3 separate regions of the Hordeum vulgare genome follow, and regions 1 and 2 are each linked to region 3. The links are chromatin contacts, called in public Hi-C maps. All regions are on one chromosome and are shown on one strand. The core of a region is the stretch at or near the end of the contact, and the rest is flanking DNA. Distances in the headings are between cores, read along the strand shown.

Region 1 (4,476 bases), core at 1,341-3,840, 330 kb after region 3:
TTTCGTGACATCCAACCTAGAGTGTATGCAGACAACCAAACTAAGTGAAGATGATAATTTTTTATTTGTTTTACCTTAGTCAGGCCATGTTGAGACATATTCCACGGTCAGTCCCGCTAGAAACGTCTACTAAACACGTAAAAAGGACCATAATAGAGGAGAAAAGAACATGGGAAAGGGGCGGAAAGTTTTCCTTCAAATTTTGGGTGAGTATTTGATCTGTTATCGATCCATGTTGTAAATCTGAAGATTATCAGCAATCAGAAAGAACATGGGAAAGGGACGAAAAATAAGAAGATGAGCTGGAATTTACTTTGTTAATATTGTCATTCTGACAATTTAGTTTTGGGTGAATATTTGGTCTGTTAAAATACGGTCGCTGAACTTGTCAGAGTTGGCATAAAAAATGCATTTTACTCTAAAAGCAATCGCCTAGTTTAGTTTGTGTGTGTTAGGATTTAATTAATTCTATTAATCACTGCTTTTGCTTTTCCTGATAAAGGCAGTTTAAGGACAGCCGTTCACTTTTACATGGATGCGTCTTGTGTCTCGTTCCCTGCTCTAAACAGTGTGCATGAACTACACATTTCGGCTGCTCATTTGTGTGGCTACACATCTCATGCAAGTTTATATATCAACTGTACATTTTACTCACCATATCCACCTCTAGAAAAGTTGCTGATTTTTGGCAACCTTTGGTACTGTCAATTTTCTGCTTGTCAAAACATTACCTAGCCAATTTTTGGCTGTATAAACCATTCCCTTACTCGAAGTTAAAACTGCTCATGTTTGATGCAACTTGGCTGTAAACCATGCTCTTACTCGCAAGTCCGAGCTAGCATCAGGGCCATCGGAAGCGCGAAACATATCAAAAAGATGAATATACCGACTAAACGAAACCAAATCCACAGAGGATTAAGATATTGTAGCACAACAGGCTGATAGTGGACGATTACATAGTAATGGGCACACAACCAAAGCAGCTGGGACAGCAGCACACCAGAGTTCAGACCCAAGCTTAGGTCAACAACCAGTCATTGCGGAACATGATAATACTAGGTGGATTAAGACAGCTTCTCTCTCTTTTATCTCTCCCTCTCCGTCTGATTTGGCAGATATCACTGCTTGAGGTGGGGGAAGCACTGGACAAGGTCGCTCTTCGGATGCTTCGCCTCGGCGTGCTCCTTGCACTTTGCTTCAGAGGTGGTGCAGATGAAAGTCTGCATGCATATCTTGCACTGCATTGAGAAGCATTGATCAGATGACCGGCCAATTACCAAATAATGTTTCTTGGCAGCAATGCTGAAGATTACACGATCTCTATGGACTTATAACATAGAGTATTCACTAGACTGATATGATGTGCAAGGCAAGGCCACTGAACTGTTTCAGCTATCCAATATGGTGCACATCAATCTCTATGTACTTATAACATAGAGTATTCACTAGACTGATATGATATGCAAGGCAAAGCCACTGAACTGTTTCAGCTATCCAATATGGTGCACATCAATTTGCAGACAAGAAGATGAACTCGCAGGCAACATAACTGCCAAGATAATTTGTCAAGACTAATTGTACACTGCAATGGACAATTTTCATTATAACAAGGGCTGATGTAGCTAACAAGCTCAGTCCATCAAGTTGGTAAGCAAACAATGGGTGCATCCAGTGAGATTATACACTAACATAACATGAGTCCTCCAGCTACCCCCCTTGTGACTTAAGTAGTACTACCATCCAGAACTACTCGTAGTTTTCAGACACACGTATAGCCTTCGTTGGTAGCAGCCCAAAGCTGGTTCAGACATGGTACATCATGCCACACTCTTAAAGCTGTCAGGCTATATCTCATAGAAACCACATGTGTCTCTTAATACGCACGATATGCGATGTGAATACTCCAGATCTATGCCCGAAGAAGGAATTTTGTACAACTAATTTGCAATCCAGCATACTAGTATGTCGATACGCTAACCATAGTCCTGGCAGGGCAGTCAAAAGTACACGATTCCCTTCGTTTCTCTAGGCGCAGTTAACAAATAAGTACAACTCCAAATCATACCGATAATCGCCGCCAAAAATACCATCTGACCAGAGTCCTATCAAGAAATAAGCTACCAATCGTCGTTCGAACTGAAGGGGCACGCATCCCGTCCCCGTTAAAGGCGTAATTTCAACAAATTCCACAGATAACAGTCTCGTCGGCGGAAAAATAATTCCCAATCGCTAGAGAAGGTTAGATCGATTCGATTGATTGGATAGGCGGGATTAATCGGCGCACCTGGATGTTCATGGCCTTCTTGTTGGCCTCGAGCTGGCTCCCTGCAAAGGATCAGAAGAGAAAACACCGACAGGATCAGATCAAGGAGACCAACAAGATCTGACGACCAAGAGAAAAGGGGGGAATTAGCTCCGTTACCCTTGCCGCCCTTCAGCTTCTCGAGGTTCCTCTCCCTCGCCATCTTGGACTTCTGAGCGTTGCCGCCGCCCATGGCTGTTGATTCCTCGGCGAGACGAGACGATACTTTTCTGGTTCGGCGGAAATTTGGTGGGGAAGGCGAGAAGCAGGAGGCGGCTGCGTTTAATAGACGTGGAGGTGGAGGTGGAGGCAGAGGACGACGTTGGCGTCAATCAATCGCGGGCAACTTGCGCGTGCCAGTGTCCGTGTGGACCCCTGCTCAAGGAGGGCGTATCTGGTCCGTCCGTTAGCTGCTGGTTCCGAGGTCTAGAACCATCTTTCACAACTAGCAGCAAAAGAACTCGAGCGTTGCAACGAGAGAAAAACAATTATAATCTCTAATGATGCTAATCATATTATGTTTTTAAAATTTTAGGACATTTCTTAAGATGCATGAACATTTTTTGAATTAGCAAACATTTTTTTCAATTGCACTCAAAAAATAACACACAAACTTTTTTTCAAAATCATGGACTTTTATTGTTTTCACCAACATTGTTCTCAAAATTATGAACATTTTTCTGAATATGCGAATATTTTTACAAAAATCCTGAGCATTTTTTGAATTCACAAACATTTTATATTTTCTTCAAACTTTTATTTCAAAATTCCTAGTTTTGTAAATTGAAAAGTTTTTCAAAGTTCTAAATTATTTAAACAAAAAAATGGAACAGAAAAATGAAAATAAAAAATGAGACTAAAAACAGAGGCACACACTGTTTTTAAGATTTTTACACGCACTTTTGTTTAAAATCATTGACTTTTTTATTTTATGGACATTTTCTCAAAGTTTAAACATTTTTTATATGCAAACATTTTTGAAAACTCCTAAGTAGTTTTTGAATTCTCAAAGAAATATGTTTTTTTGAATATTTTATTTCGAAATTCTCAGTTTCTTAAATTTGAGAAAAGTTGTTTGAAGTTCTAAATTATTTAAAGTACAAAAACAAAATGAAACTGAAAAGAAAAATAAAAAAACTAAACTAAAAAACAAGCGCCCACGTATGGGTCGGCCCAAACAAATGTGCTGCATCTTTTTCCAACGCCCAGAGCGTAATATAGGAGGTGCCTACATGGGCCGTCCCAGTCTGGTGATTTTCCTGTTTGAAACGTTTTTTATAACTTATAGGTGGCATTGGTGGGTAATTTTAGTCAACTTAAAGGACAATTTGAATGACGTACGGAAGAAGCACTATTTACTTTATTAGTAGGTAAGATGAGTAACGGGTCTAGAAATACATTTTTTCGAATGTCAACTGCTGCTAAATTCATTGAGCAGAAGAAGGATTTATCCACTTCATAAAAAAACGGACCAAAAACCATACAAGAGTTGTCAACCGGCTTACAACGCACAACCACACGCACAACAACAAAGGCACGCCTTGCCTAAACCCTGCCAAGATGGCGAGAGGTGAGGACACACAACCATAAGACCGCTTCACCACCGAAGCAAACAACTCAAAGCGCAAACCAAACCCAGGAAGCGTGTGCCAACGTACAGCCCACCCATGTCGCCGAAAAGAGAGTGGCGAGTGGACAACATGACCCGACTGGGCTTGAGGAAAGCGTAGTCGAAGAGACGTCGTATCAGCGTACATTGCGTCATAGGGGCCCACGCTCTAAGTGGAGGCCAACTGTAGCACCAAGCACTGTAGTGGGACTCTATGAGCAACCAGAACAGTGCCTCCAAGAAGGTAACGACCCCATAACGCCGCCACTGCCTAAACCAGCTTGCTGGATCTGGGGTTTCCCCGTTGCACGGGAGGAGGAGGATAAGGGCCTAGACGACGCCTTCAAGAAGGTCACGGCGACCACACGCGTCGCCGTCGTCTGCGACGGCATCTGATTTATCCCAGCCCAACATCATCCCCATAATCCACACACAGGCCATTGAGAGCCAGGAGCCAGACCAAACAACCGCCGAGAGGCCATTCCATACCGCTGGCAGTGGAGACGATGGCCGCCTCAAGCAACTCAGAGGACAAACCGACGTGCTACCAAACCTATATTCACTC
Region 2 (4,053 bases), core at 1,018-3,517, 460 kb before region 3:
TACTATGTTGTGGTGATGTTACATGATTGTTTAAATATCTGAACACAATCATGGAAAATATGCCATCCATTTATAGTGTGAAAAGCAACATATTTTCTTGTCTTCATGCTCTTCTTAAACTATGATTTTGTAAATGGAGATGTCGAGAATTCTTTGGCGATTGGGTATGAATTTAGCATCATGTAATTTTAGTTTACACTGTTATATTTGGGAGGCTGGGATTCATCTTAAATTTTGAATAAGCTTAACAAATTAGATAAATCACAACCTGGAGGCAAGCAAATTTTATTTATTGAACCGTTTACATTGGATTGTTGGAATATTTAGACAAAAAGAAACAGTTGGCAAGCTAGAGTTTTTCAACAGTTTGCCGATGCTTTGTCTAATTGGCTGAGATGTTGAGTCTATTTAGGATGAATAAAGGCATTCTTGTGCACCTTTTGTTCTTCTAGCATTTTTATTTTGCTTGCTGGTTTTAGTTTAAGGTTTTGGTTACTTCACTTTCCAGATTGTGAAGGCTTCTTATGGGCGTGAAGCCTTGTAGTCTGTTAGTAAATTTGTTGTATCTATTAATATGTTTCAGCAGGAGGGAACTCCCTTACCTTTCTCTGAGAAAAAAGTGAACAAATTGGAAGAACAGCTATGCATGGGTGCACATAAATTCTGAAGTTCTACATATATAGAGTTTCACACACTCTTTACTTGTGTTCAGCATAATTATGTTTGGATATGCATGTACCAATCGATTTATTTCATTTCTTCAGGGTTATGTTGACAAGTATGTGAAGTTATAGCTGCATTAGACTGGGCCAATCAGAAGAGACTTCCTTTGCAGTTGTAGAAGTTGTGAAGAATACTGATTCAGGCGGCAAGCCGTGTATTGTTCTCTTGGAACATCTATTTGCATGAGAAAGTCCTTTACAAGAAGGTATTCTTGTAAGTACTGAGGGAACGACTGTATTAGAATCATGTGTTTAAACATCAGTTTCATATTCGGTTAAGTTGCTGCCTAGTCCTGTTCTGTTCGTTGTAAAGCACTTTGTTGATATTTCTTTCCCTTTCCACCCAACACTGTGTAAGTGATAGGCCTGATAGCAGGATGATGTATTTTTTCTTGCACTGGTTTCATGAACATGCTGCTGGTGCTATTGAGCAGCGTCTGCTTGTTATGTGTACTTTAGAACATCCAGTCTTGTATCTTTGTAGTGCAGTACTTAAGCGTGGACCAAGACGTCATGCTTACTTTCATCAGATGATCTTATATGTCCTTGCTGCTGATAGTCTACATTTAGTTGTGAAGATCAAGTACAAAAGGAACTGGTGGAGGAGCAATGAGAAGTGTTTTGGGGTCATGTTATTTCCTCAGGAGCTCAAGCCATGGGATCTGGTCGAATTCACTTGGAGAAAATTAGCCTGCAAAGGTTTTGCAGCATCAAGCCTTTATTTAGATAGATATAGGAAAAATAGCTCATTTGAATTTATTGGTCTGCGTGGGGTGTAACCTGAAGTTAATCTATATGTTGGATTGAGCCGTGCTTTCAAATATAAGAAGAGGATAATGGACTATCTGATTGAACCTTGGGAGATGTGATGATTTCCACCAAAGTTGGTGAGCCTTTTATATTAGCAACTAATCGTTTTAATTTTCCATCCCAATATACTTGTTTTTAAAGGGCAATAATATTGTTCCCTAACCGTTTCAAAAGTCTGTAGAGCATAATACGCTTCGTCCTAGTTTATTGGCCCCCTTTGTATTTTGTGTCAAATTTTGATCATAAACTTAACTAATAAAATGTCACTGCATGTCAAAAAAAATTATATCGTTGATTCATATTTGAATGATATTACTTCTGCTATGTATAACATATATTTTGTTAGTTAAAATCATGGTCAAAATATGATCCTAAGTAAGATGGGACTAATAAACCAGGTAGTACTCTGCAGAAAAAAGGTTTCAAAAGCTCCGGACGTCTCCAGTTTCTTTGCCACGTATCCTTTGCCCTTTCATGTCAACCATATTTGGAGTCTTTGCCAGTTTTGTTTTTGAGAAAGAACAAGTCTTTGGCAGTTTTTTCTTTTGAGGAGCCTAGAGCGAGGCAGCCAGGGATCTGTGGTCTCAGCTTCTCTCTCTCACTGGGCTGAGTTGGGCTGAGCAGGGAGAGAGAAATGAGTGGGCCAATGTGATCTAAGTCCGAGGCCATGGCCCCCGTTTTCCCGGGGCCCAGCTCTCCCCTGGTGATTGATGATTAGTCTGGGAATGAAAATCATCCTAACAAGCCCTCTCCACTGCCTCTCCTTTCTCCCTTCCGCTGGCGCGCCTTGCTCTGCACCTCCTCGCCGTCGATCTCTGTCTACCGGCGGACCTCCTCGCTGTCGCTGCTGCCGAGGTGCAGCTCCCGTCCCCTCACCTCCCCTCAGCCCATTCCTTCCCCTCCCCTCAGCCCACTCCTTCCCCTCCCCTCAGCCCACTCCTTCCCCTCCCCTAACAAAGGATTCACTCGTATGCCAACTTCGCAATGGCTCATTGGTTACTGACGTAGTTTTTTATTCAAGAAACTTCGTACTAGTAGTGATCTAAACGCTCTTATATTTGTTTACAGAGGGAGTAATAGCTAATTTCGTGAGTACTACTCCCTCCGTTCCAAAATATAAGACCTTTTAGGTATTTCACTAGGAGACTACATACGGAGCAAAATGAGTGAATCTATACTCTAAAATATGTCTATGTACATCCGTATGTAGTTTATAGTACAATCTCTAAAATGTCTTATATTTAGGAACGGAGGGAGTACTCAGCAAATGTTGCGACAATACTGCATTCGTACTAGGTTGAGTATGTCTGACTTTATGGTGGTTTTGTCTTTGGTAAAAAGTTCATAGATTAATTTCAGAGTTACCAGCACCCCAGCAATCAAGTCTGGTACTAATTTCAGAGTTACCAGCATTCCAGCAATCAAGTCTGGTACTAATTTCAGGGTTACCAGCATTCCAGAAACAGTAGGATTGATTATTCTGACTCATCTGGAGAGCAAGTGTAACTTGATTCATCTTTGGTGAGAATCGCCATGGGAGGATTGGGCCGATTTATCATTTGTGTAGCCACCTAAACGCAGCGAAAACAATGCCAGCTAAATTGTGAATTGGTTTCTCATGTTATCCTGAAATCTGTCTGTATTCAAGTTTTTCTTTGTTCTCTTTCATCTTGCAGGCTGTTTGTTGCCCACCCAGTAGATTGTGAATTGCAATAGACGAAACGCACATTGCCCACAATGGCTCTAACGCTCTTACGAGGGATCAGAACGCAAACCTTATTTGGAGCAAATGCAGGCCTGTTCTGTACCACTCGACGTCATCCGCTAGCCCACTTCACAACTAGGGTGGAGAGTGTGCAGACCAGTGAGCCCAAATCAGTGCGCAAATCAATTCAACAAGCCACCAAGGAGGCAGCGGAGCACAAGACACAAGGTTTTGAAGCGGTGATCGGCATTGAGACCCATGTCCAGCTCTCGACCATCACAAAGGCGTTTTGCTCCTGCCCATACGACTATGGATCCCAGCCAAACAGCACTGTTTGCCCCACCTGCATGGGCCACCCCGGGACATTGCCGGTTCTGAACGCAAAGGTTGTTGAATGTGCTGTCAAGCTAGGCCTCGCTCTCAACTGTGAGATTTCCATGACATCCAAGTTTGATCGAAAGCAGTACTTCTATCCAGACCTTCCCAAGGGATACCAGATTTCGCAGTTTGACATTCCGATTGCTGAGAAGGGTTACCTTGATTTGGATATTCCAATGGAGTTTGGTGGTGGTCACAGGCGATTTGGGGTCACGCGGGTTCACATGGAAGAAGATGCTGGCAAGCTGCTTCACTCTGAATCAGGGAGTTTTTCTCAGGTTTCCCTTGTTATTTCCTAACTATGTACTACCTGTTTTCTGTTATATTCTATTCTTCGATGCTCCATGATATGGCCCTGGAATCATGGAAAAGTTGACAATCAGCACAGTGCAACGGTACAATTTCTAAACCGCTGCATTCATAAATGCTAAAGATCAA
Region 3 (4,477 bases), core at 1,919-4,418:
AGCAAAGCAAAAGAATCTTCATATAAGCAAATACCTAATGGCTCATTCATTCAAATATGAAATATCTAAATTTTTCCATTCTCTTGCATGCCACTTAAGAGTGCAGAAGCAAGCAAGATTGGTTATCGTCTCAGAACTGACTAAAATTCGAACATTGTTGCATTACTATGTGTTCATAAGGAAAACAATTCCTCAAGGACTTATGGTTTTTATTAAGATTGTTTACTCAAACCCTAAGGCAATTCAAACATGGAATTTAGCTTGGATGAAATTCAAATTGCGAAGATACAAAGGAAAGGGTTTGTACAGAAGGAACACCGTTGGCTCTAAAATTATACCCAAAGTAGGATCCAATAATGAAAGTACACCTTTTTATACCAACGAAAGTGCCAATTTGATGCAAAGGAAAAGATTTCCGTTTGATTCTTCGAAGGATGGAGTTTGTGGATAAGGGATAGAAAACATTTACTTACTAAGTAAGTGTGTGCAGAACTGTTTTTCTTGTCACGCTTCACACATGTTGAGAGATCTTCAACTGCGGAATTGTAGTCCTTGAATTTGAAGTTCACAATTCCTACCATCAGCCAGCATGTGGTATCAGAATACAAGAGTGTGCTCTGACAATCTACCTATAACGCTTTACTACTAAAATGCAAGACAGCACGAATTTATCATGGAGTCCTAGTCCTTTCGTTTTTATCAAAGATATATGAGAAATGACATTAGGTGAGATGAGATTTGGCTGTAGGTACAAAACTAACCCCTTTCATGTAAAATATCAGGAGAATTTGGTTCAAATTCCAATGCTTTAGTCAAGTCGTCGATAGCCTGAAAAGAAAAGGAACAAAATAGAATATAGCTTCATGTTTGCTAATTTATTGCTCTTACAATGCGACTACTATCATACAATATCAGAGTTTTCTGAAATATAGTCTATCTCTATCGACTTGGCCCATATTAGTTTTGAAGTTTACACAAATATAGCAAGCTTGCCTCAACGAACTCTCCTAAAGCAGCACGAGCTTGTCCCCGACGCTTCCACGCCTCCCCAGCTGATGGGTTCGATTGTATAGCCTACCATTTGGAGTAAGGTCGTAAGGTCATTTTACACAAAAGTAAAGGGGGAATTCTGCATTTATAAGTTCTACCTTGGTGAAGTCAGAAATAGCAGAGTCCAGTTCTCTTTGAAATGCATATGCTGTACCTCTCCCAATTAGTGCCTCTGGATAAGTTGGAGTTTCCCGCAGTATCTGCAAAAATGTAAATGCAGATTGTCAGTTCCTTTTCTGATTAAAGAGAGTAAGCAAGAAAAACTGATAATACACCAGAACAAAACCTGATCAAAAATGGATATTGCTTGGTCGTACCTCCCTTCGTTTACCTGAAAAGATGTAGCTCAGTGATAATGGTCAAGATGTGAATAACACATCTCCATGTAAAAATACCTGTGCGATGCCTCGCGAAAGTCGAAAATCCAAACTTATTGATTTGGATGATTTTGATACTTTTGTAGCAAACAGTGCTTGATTTAGTGGTATGGTTTCATCGGAACTTCTTCTCTCCTCCACATCTTCAGCCTGACCGTTTGTTTCTTTTTTAACTTTTGCTTTGTTTTTCTTATCTGGCTTCGGCTGTTTCTTGGGAGTTTGATGTGTCGCTGTGGTGTCTTTTGCTGGACTGATAGAATCTTTATGGTCTTTACTGTTGTTAGGTAACAGTACATCACTGTTTGATGAAGATTTGGAATTTGCAGTGTTCTCTTCACACACAACAGTTTTTGTATCAGTTGTAGCTGCAGTGAATGACGTGTTGACAAAACGATCTTCTGAAATAACAACCTTGGTATCACATGGTGATGCATCCACAACGTCTTCACACTCAACCGTCTCATAAATTTTAACAGAAGAAACTAATTCTTCCAATTCCAGCAACTGTTTCAGGTCAATTGTGTCACGGACAGCAATCTCATGTCCTTGCTCCCAAGCAACCAAAGCTTCCTCATTTTTTCCCAATGCGCACAGTGCCTTGCCTGATTAAAAATGATAATAACGTAAAAGTTAATGGTGAATTTGCCTCAAAACAACAGTATCCATATGTAAAAGAAATAGAGACGATATCTACGGAAGCTTTTTCTCATTCAGGTGTTCTTTTGATCATTGGTGTACCTCGGACTGAGAGGCTTCGACGATGGCAGGGAAGAGGTACAAAGAGGGAAAGCGCGGGGAGAAAAAGGAAAGTAAATTGCAGAAAGAGAAAGTAGCATATGTAGCACAAGGCTCGCATCACATTAATTTTGTAATTACTCTATACTTGAATGAGTTGTGCATTAATGACAACCACGCCTCTACCAACAAGTGTCGGAATACATTTAGGTCCTGTTCCTATGAGCAACAGTTTCTTTCCTGATATCGTAACTAGAAGCTTCGACTTACAGCAAAACACAGACATGGGATGGATAGATACACGCTCATAAAGCTACTCTACTCTTCGGTTCATGGGGCATCATGAAATTACGTACTCCTCACATATTGGTTGTAATAACATATTATATTATGGGACCGAGGGGGTAGGAAACAGTGAGTCCTAAGCATTCAGGTTGCACTAACAAAATCTGATGGGCTATCCACACCCAAATACATCTAGCGGTGGCAGTTAATCCCCAAGCATAGATCAGGCAAGGCAAATCCACGACTATATGGGGAGGAACGAGAGGACGCATAGGTGGGTAGCGAGAGCCCCGTCGTACCTTTGAGGACATAGGCCTGGAGAAGCGCGGGGTCGAGCTGCAGCGCGCGGTCGCAGTCCTTGACGACGTGCTTGTGGAGCTCGAGCTGGAAGTAGCAGAAGGCCCGGTTGCTGCCAGGGAGGAGAAAGACAAATTCGGGATCGCCGAGTCAAAACTCATAACCCTAGACTGATAGATCAGAGACCCCGTGGGGGCGGATCGGGGAGGGGAGGAAGCAGTAGTGTACCAGAGGTCGTGGATGGAGGAGGGGGAGCGGGCGAGGATGGAGTCGAGGAGGCGTATGGCCTTGGACCAGTTGCGGCCGCTGCAGAGGCGCGCGAGCTCCCCGCGGTCGGAGCCCATGGCGGCGGCGATCGGTCGCCGGAGGAGGTCAGGGTGGGGGAACGAGCGGATGAGAGGTGGAGGCGAGGATTTGAGAATTGAGGGGGGCCACCTCACTTGCTCTGAGCTCTGCGCGACTTTAGCGCGTGGACCCCTCTCTTTTTCGGATTTTCTGTTAGGGTTGTTAGAGCAACTCTAGCACACCCCACATCCCGCCCGTGCCCGCAAAATAACCGTCAAAGTGTGGGTCGGGGCGGGAAAACCTACCCGATCAGACCCCGCATCCCGTCCCGGCCCGTAAATATTTTTGCGGGGCGCGGCAAAACTTCTCCCCGACCTCTAGTTTCACGAGCTGGGAGGCCGACCCGAGCTTAGCCCCTATCCGCAGCGAGATTTGACGGAAGGGACATTTTCGCACGGCCTTTCCCGCTCCCCCCACCCGTCGCCACCATTGACTCGCCACCGCACGCTCCGGTGCATCCTTTGCGGCCGTCCCTCGCCGCCATGGACGCCTCCTTGCTGCCCCCGTCACCGTCGAGGTCGTGCACGCTCCTTCCGCTCGGGCGGGTCTCGCCGCCGGCCATGTTGGCCCCGCCGTCGCTCAAGCTAGCGTCGCGCGTGCCCGCAAACGGCAGTGCAACGTGGTCGTGCAGGGCGGAAATCCGGCAGCCCCCGCTGCGAAGGCTCGTGCTCCGGGTGCCAACGCTGCTGCACGATCTCGGTCGGTGACGGAGAAGGTCACCAAGGCCGCGGGCGGCAGGAGGAAGAGGATTCCGGCTACAAACAAGCTGCCTCCTTCATCCTATCGCTCCATCCCGGAAAGAGAAGCCCCGGTGATGCTGTTCAACAGTGCCACTCCCCCCGCAAGCGAGGTGTTGTACGAAATGGCCGGAAGGTATGCGTCTTCGGTCATGGCCATTTCCTTTCGTTTTCACCATTTGTTGCGATAGCATGTGACTTGTTAATCGTTCAATATAGTGGTGGTTCAAACAATCCAACTTCCGAGTTCGTGAACTTGTTGGACATCAATGTCGTTGACATTGATCAAGCCCCGTTCGCCGCATTCGACTACAATGAAACGGAGGGCGGCGTGGGTGATCATGGTTGTGAGGACGATTTGGCGGAGATCGAAGCGGAAGCGTATGAGCAATCGCAATCAAAATCTGGGAAAAGCCAAAGATCGAAGAACTACACGATCTTGGAAGATCAAGCTTTGATCCAAGCATGGAGTGCGGTGCCTCTTGATGCGTGCACGGGTACTTCTCAAACCGCCAAGAGATATTGACAAAGGATCGAAGATCAATACTTCCGCATTATGGCAAAGTATCCCGATAGGACTCTGATACGTCTCAAACGTATCTATAATTTTTGATTGTATCATGTTGTTATCTTGTCAACTTTGGATGTTTT

Evidence for each region. A called contact is a pair of places that touch in the nucleus more often than the background predicts.
Region 1: a contact with region 3 is called in a Hi-C map of seedling, with 6 times the contacts expected there. The contact joins the promoter of LOC123426340 here to the promoter of LOC123426339 in region 3. A contact is called at or near these places in 1 of 6 Hi-C or Micro-C datasets (seedling) and 1 of 1 datasets of contacts at active chromatin or transcription factors (embryo).
Region 2: a contact with region 3 is called in a Hi-C map of seedling, with 4 times the contacts expected there. The contact joins the promoter of LOC123426335 here to the promoter of LOC123426339 in region 3. A contact is called at or near these places in 3 of 6 Hi-C or Micro-C datasets (leaf and seedling).

What each region holds. Positions count from the first base shown.
Region 1 is chr2H:377,048,841-377,053,316 of MorexV3_pseudomolecules_assembly, forward strand. LOC123426340 reads right to left here and starts at 2,591. Exons shown (of 3, transcript XM_045110150.1): 1 at 2,423-2,591; 2 at 2,285-2,325; 3 at 891-1,238. The coding sequence starts at 2,495. The coding sequence ends at 1,119.
Region 2 is chr2H:376,258,490-376,262,542 of MorexV3_pseudomolecules_assembly, forward strand. LOC123426335 (glutamyl-tRNA(Gln) amidotransferase subunit B, chloroplastic/mitochondrial) reads left to right here and starts at 2,268. Exons shown (of 10, transcript XR_006622168.1): 1 at 2,268-2,387; 2 at 3,209-3,893. It overlaps LOC123426334 (nuclear receptor coactivator 6-like), which reads left to right. Exons shown (of 5, transcript XM_045110143.1): 5 at 765-1,566. The coding sequence ends at 794.
Region 3 is chr2H:376,719,260-376,723,736 of MorexV3_pseudomolecules_assembly, forward strand. LOC123426339 (suppressor of RPS4-RLD 1) reads right to left here and starts at 3,169. Exons shown (of 23, transcript XM_045110149.1): 1 at 2,973-3,169; 2 at 2,747-2,856; 3 at 1,446-2,029; 4 at 1,337-1,381; 5 at 1,149-1,250; 6 at 994-1,074; 7 at 762-828; 8 at 474-574. The coding sequence starts at 3,088.